Regions from separate parts of the Gossypium hirsutum genome. Here region 2 is linked to region 1. Evidence: chromatin contacts called from public Hi-C data. All regions are on one chromosome and are shown on one strand. The core of a region is the stretch at or near the end of the contact, and the rest is flanking DNA. Distances in the headings are between cores, read along the strand shown. Region 1 holds the start of LOC121227827 (U-box domain-containing protein 11). Region 2 holds the start of LOC107916550 (beta-glucuronosyltransferase GlcAT14A).

Region 1 (2,975 bases), core at 189-2,688:
CTTAAAAACATTTTTATCAAAAACAAAAGTTAAAAAAAACTATTTTTACTTCTAGGTTGAAAAATCTTCTGATCTAAAAAGTTGTATGTTTAATATTGTTTCTAACTTCAAAAGTACTTTGAACCCCAAAGCATTAATCACATTATTGTTAAGATTTCTCACTCTTATAATTTATCCCATATATAAGAGTTGGCCTCCGCCTGCCCTTAATTTTATCTGCCATCAAAAACTAGAGATTATGAGGAATTATATATAGCGATTTAAAGGGGAAAAAGGACGAAAAAGTAATATTTGCCGCCGCAAAATCAGAGAAACCCAGCTGTAAGCTGCCAGCTTTACTCGTTTTCTAATTCGTTGCGGTTGTTTGTTGTCGTCAAACCTTTGTTTTGTTTTGTTTTTTTGAAGTTCCTTGGTGGGCATAGTTTTTGCTAACCACGTCTTCTCACACCCAAATTTTATGTATATTAGAGAACTCTATTTTCTATAAAAACTTAATTATTTATTAAGGATTAAAAAGGATGATCCCTAAATATTATTTCTTAAAACTAATGCAGTTGTTGTACAACATGCAAAAATAAATAAAGTATAATAGTTTGGACATTCTTTATTTTAATTATATATAGCTGGTGGTGGACAAAATGAGAGCATGGCAATAATGAACAACTTTACAGGCTAGCAAGAATATAGCAAGAATAAATTTGTAATACATCTAAAATCATAAATATATTGAAGGGAAAATGCTAATCATTTTTAAATACAATATTAAGTTGGATGACATCATAAAATGAAGAGTAGCCGTGTGTATGGGTCAGATTGGGTTTAGGCTAGGCTCAATTAAAAATTTAGGTTAAAAAATAGGTTTTAAATTTTGTTCAAACTCGACCCGAATAAAAATGTTAAAATTTGGACCCAGCTTGACCTGCCCATATTAATTTTTATATAATTTTAAAATATATATAATACATTAAAAATACTAAAAATATTAAAATAAATATTTCTCAACTAATTTAAATTAATTTTATAAAATATGTATACTTAAATAACATTAATATAGATGCAACTTAACAAGCAAATGCCTCTAAAATAATAACTAACAATAAAATAAATTTGATACAATATCCAAATAATAACAATAAAATAGTAGCAACATAATAGTAAAATATAATAAAATAGATAGAAAATAATTAAAAAATAATATTAAAAAATAAAAAGAAAATAAATTTTTGTTGTCTTTTAGTGAATTCGGGTCAGAGGCAAAAAATATTTTACCTAAAAAATAGATTTTATTTTTTTATTTAAATTTATTTTTCAAACTTATATTTTTATCCAAACTCTTTCATATTTCAGATAAATCTTTAGGTCATGCCGACTATGAACAGGTGTAATGAATAGTATGTGATATCTTAAAATCCACATAAATAAGAATAAAAGAATAATGGGGTAGTTGTTGAAATACAAATCGTAAGATTCCAAAGCCAACTGTATCCCCTTTCCTTCCATTTTGGCTCACCGCGAATCTCTCTCTTAATACCCTTTTTTTTTTATTAACTCATCCTTTCTCTCTCTCTCTCTCTCACAAAATGCATATCCTTCCTTTTCTTTCAACATCATCATAATCGCATCTCTGTTCTACTCCTATCAATCTAATCACGAGCCGACGCCTGGCTTTTTCACTAATGGCCGCTGGAGTCGTCTCCGACGCTTCTGCCGCGTTCTTGCTCAGCCTTGTCCACGATATTGTCCTCGGGAATGTGGCTGCCGGGATGTTTAAAAAGGATTGCACGGATCTGGTAAGGAGGATAGCTCTATTCACGCATTTGCTTGAGGAAATCAGGGATTTTGCAGCGTCTGATCATCCTCACGCTTCCTCCTCCTCTTCCTCTTCCTCTTCATGGTCGGCTGATCTCGCCGTTGCTCTGCAGGCTGCAAAGCGTCTTTTGTCCGCCGCCTCCGCTCACCATTCCGTTAATTCCCCTGTAAAGCCCCATCTCCTCTTCTTATATATCTAAAAGAACATTAAGTGCTAGTATATGATTCGATTAATACGTCTTTTAATGTTGATAATTGGCTTTGCCAAGTCCCGCAAATATGTTTCATTTTGGTTTTAACTGACAGGCTCAGTTGTGTTGCAAAATTGACAGAATTTGTCGACTTGTTTCTTCCTCGGATAACGTTCCACATTCTAATTACTGGCTCAGTTTGCATTAACTGACATTGATTAGCTCCATTTCGGAAAAAGTATGCATATAGAAATAACTTTTGGGCTAAAAATTTTCGAGTTAAGCTCCATTTCGGAAAAAGTATGCATTAACTGACATCGATTTTGTGTGAAGTTTTTAGGATCATTTACCTCTATATATGTGTTGAATATAGGTGTTAGATAGAGTATTTTAAGAGAAATAAGGGTTTGAATAACATAATCTATCCGAGTGCTAAGTCTATTTCTTGATTTTATTAATATGAACTTCTCCGCAATATTGTCGATTGCTAGTTTTTGTCTCACTAATTGTCACAATTCCAATTAACTAATTGAATTGCGCATCATGAAAAATGAAGAAGAAATTATGTCTTTTTTTTTAAATTTAGAGGTTTTTTTTTTTTTTGTTACCAGAGTGACTGTTGCTGGGATTTTATTGTGGTTATATGTATTTGTTCTTAATATGTTATGTTATAGGTACGTCTCTGAAATTTGCTATATCTTAATTTAAGGATGGAGCTGCCAAAAGGATCTCTTTCCAATTTCAATGTGTTACATGGAAGTTGGAGAAAAGTTTAGCCAAAATTCCATTTGATCAGTTTCAAATCTCAGAGGAGGTTCAGGAACAGGTTTAGCTCCAAAATTTATAATGTGCTCTTAATTTCTTTTTCTACATTGACTTTGCCTTTTTAACGCCAACTTCCATTTCTTTTTTCAGGTCGCATTGGTGAGAGCACAATTGAGAAGAGCGACTGAAAGATATGGATCTTTGAATTCA
Region 2 (2,975 bases), core at 343-2,842, 240 kb before region 1:
CTCGACATGAAATTATTTCTCCTTAGTAGACATAATTTGTTTATATAAGAACATTATCTTATTTTATTTGATTCCAATCAATCAAATTGATTGGTTAGCTCCTTTAATAGCAGATTTTATAGATATTTCTAAATTTCCACCATACTAAGTGCCTAAGGCTAAGAGTTCTTTGAATTCTTTGCTCAATTTCCACTCTTTCACACCGATTTTCTGTTACTCTCCAAACTCTTCTTTTCTTCTCTAAATTTTTCAAATGTTCTAGTGATAGAAAAATGCAAGGTTTGTTCGTTGATCACTATAGAGGTGTTATTGCTTTGATCTTTGTGTTGTTGTATCCTAGGAGACTTTCAACCAACGTTTCTCCAAGTACTGTAGGAGCGGCCGAATCTGTCTTAAGGAAACTGTGTTTCACAGGCCTCAATGTTTAGTAAAATCTCTTTTCTTCCTTTTATTTCAATTTTGTTACTATTTTGATTGTTTTTCGTATTTGACAAATTAAATATAAATAATTTTATTTGATTTTATTTTATATGTGTTTATTTATATTTAATTATTTTGTTAGCTAACGTGTTTTGTCCAACAAAACAAACTCCCAAAAGTCAAAACTACTCAAAACAGTGTAGTGACATGGATCTGAGACACTTTTTGTGGCACAAGTCCCAAATTGTGCCGATACAAGTCCTTAAAACTATATCAAATTGCTCTTTGTTTGACTTGTGATACCATTGAAGCGAAAAGTCCAATGTCTTTTTCCAGATCGATACCTTTGTCGATTTTGGTCTGATTGATTTAACCAATTGATCCGATGCAATTTAAGCTTTTATGATTTTTTAAAATAAATTTTATAAGCTTATATCAATTTTAATATTTTTTATAATTTTTAAGAATTCTAATACATTTTTATAATATATTATTATTTTAAATATGTTTTATTAACTTTATAATTTTTTATAATTATTAGGATTTATTAAGAAATTTATAACTTTTTTTATAATATTTATAAGTTAATTTTATAATTTTTATAAGTTTATATAATTTTAATAATTTTTCTTAATATTTTAAAATTTTATTTTTTTAATATTTTCTATGGGTAAAATATTAGATTAATAAGAAATTGTCACGTATTATTATTTAATTGATTCATTAATTTATTTTAAGTAGTTCATGAAGAAAACTATTAGTGAATGAGCTTAATTAATTATTTTAATTAATCACATAGATTTAATTAAGTGCAAATTTAATACAATAATTTAATTCAATTTTTTTTGTATTTTCTTAAAGGGCTTCTTTTGTTGTCATGTAAGCCTAATAATAACAAATAAATAAAATAAAAAATCAAATAAAATTTAAAAAGACTTCATAAAGATGTAAGAAAGCAGAGGGGTTAAAGGAGCAATTAATTTGCTCAAAATTTCTGAAATAAGGACTAAAATAAAAGGTAATGGAAACTAACAGGGACTCATATTGGAAATAGACCTTGCGACAACCCCTCACTGCAACATATGGATACGCGGAGGGACTTTCACGAAAATTCCCATTAACTCAAAAAAAAAAAAAAACTGAAAACTAACTCTTTTTTTTTCATCCCAGAAAAGCGTTTTAACTCCTTTGTTTTTGCTGCCAGTTCTCTGCTCCTCTGTCTGTTTAGTTTCCGGCAACGCTGGCCGCCGGAGAACCCAACGGTTCTCCAGTCTCCGACGGTGGGCATGGTGGCCGAACAAGAATGTTTGATTTTTCTTTTTTTAAAACATTTTCTTCATATTATTTTTTCTGTTTCCTCTGTTTCTGTTTGCTGTCTATCTCCGGCGAGGCTCCGCCGCCGGAGACCCAAAAGTCTCCTGTTACAGGCAGCGGGCCATCGTGGCCGGTAAATAAAACCCTCCTTTTTTTAAAAAAAAAGTTCACATTTCCTTTTCTCTACATTTAAAAGAAAACGAAAGAACACAAGTTTTTACTCTTTTAAGAGCTTTTGCTTTCGGAAAATGGAAGGATTTCTCCTTTCTCTGTTTTTGGCTTCTCGATTCGGTGGAATAGCTTAACCATAATTGAAGGTGGAGAATCTGATGGTGCCAACACATACAAAGATAGTCAAGTCTGCAAATGCTCACTGTGCAAGAATTCCAGAGGTGGTTCCACATCACATTCACGATCGACTGTTTTAGGGAACACATTCTGTTTCCGACTCCTCTTCCCTCCGGCCTCCACACAGTAGAACTAAGGTTATTATTTTTTATTTTAACGGTTTTTCCGATTCCAGGCTCATGCTGGCTTTATATTTTCCGGTTCAATGTATATAATTGAACCGTCGGTCCAACCGGTTTCAACAGTTACTACTTTTAGATACAAGAAAACAACAAAATGCTTTAATAATTTTTATTGACATCAGAGAGAGAGAGAGAATTCGAGAGGGAAAAAAGAGGGAGAAACTTTACTGTCTGACCTAAATTTTATTATAATCGACTATGGTGTTAAGTCTTCTGAAATCAAAGATCCCCAAATACCCATTTCCTGAAACATTTCAAAATCCATATTCGATTCGGGTTTCCTCCTTTGATCATCAATAAATCCATATGCTGAAGAAACTTCAATCATTAAATCAAAAGCTACAGTTTTTGAGGAGCTTAAAACACTAGGGTTATGGGAGCTGAAAAGAAATGGCTTTTCACTCTCTTTTTGACAACAATTTTCTCCATTCTCCTCCTCTTACTTTACTCGATCTCTGTTTTCAGCTCCCCTAGACTTTTCCCTTCTCAAGTCCAACATGGTCTTCATTCTCCACCAGCTTTTGCTTACTATTTATTTGGTGGAAAAGGTGATAAGGATCGGATCTTTAGGCTACTACTTGCTGTCTATCATCCCAGGAATCGATATTTGCTGCAACTTGGTGCTGACGCTTCCGATGAGGAAAGGTATAGGTTGGTTTTGGCTTTGAAATCTGTGCCTGCTATTAGGAGCTTTGAAAATGTGGATGTTAT

The links. A called contact is a pair of places that touch in the nucleus more often than the background predicts.
Region 2: a contact with region 1 is called in a Hi-C map of leaf, with 1.6 times the contacts expected there. The contact joins the promoter of LOC107916550 here to the promoter of LOC121227827 in region 1. A contact is called at or near these places in 4 of 34 Hi-C or Micro-C datasets (callus and leaf).

What each region holds. Positions count from the first base shown.
Region 1 is chrA01:93,002,524-93,005,498 of Gossypium_hirsutum_v2.1, reverse strand. LOC121227827 (U-box domain-containing protein 11) reads left to right here and starts at 1,438. Exons shown (of 4, transcript XM_041110635.1): 1 at 1,438-1,976; 2 at 2,710-2,826; 3 at 2,916-2,975. The coding sequence starts at 1,677.
Region 2 is chrA01:93,246,555-93,249,529 of Gossypium_hirsutum_v2.1, reverse strand. It overlaps LOC107916550 (beta-glucuronosyltransferase GlcAT14A), which reads left to right and starts at 1,592. Exons shown (of 5, transcript XM_016845824.2): 1 at 1,592-2,219; 2 at 2,730-2,975. The coding sequence starts at 2,101.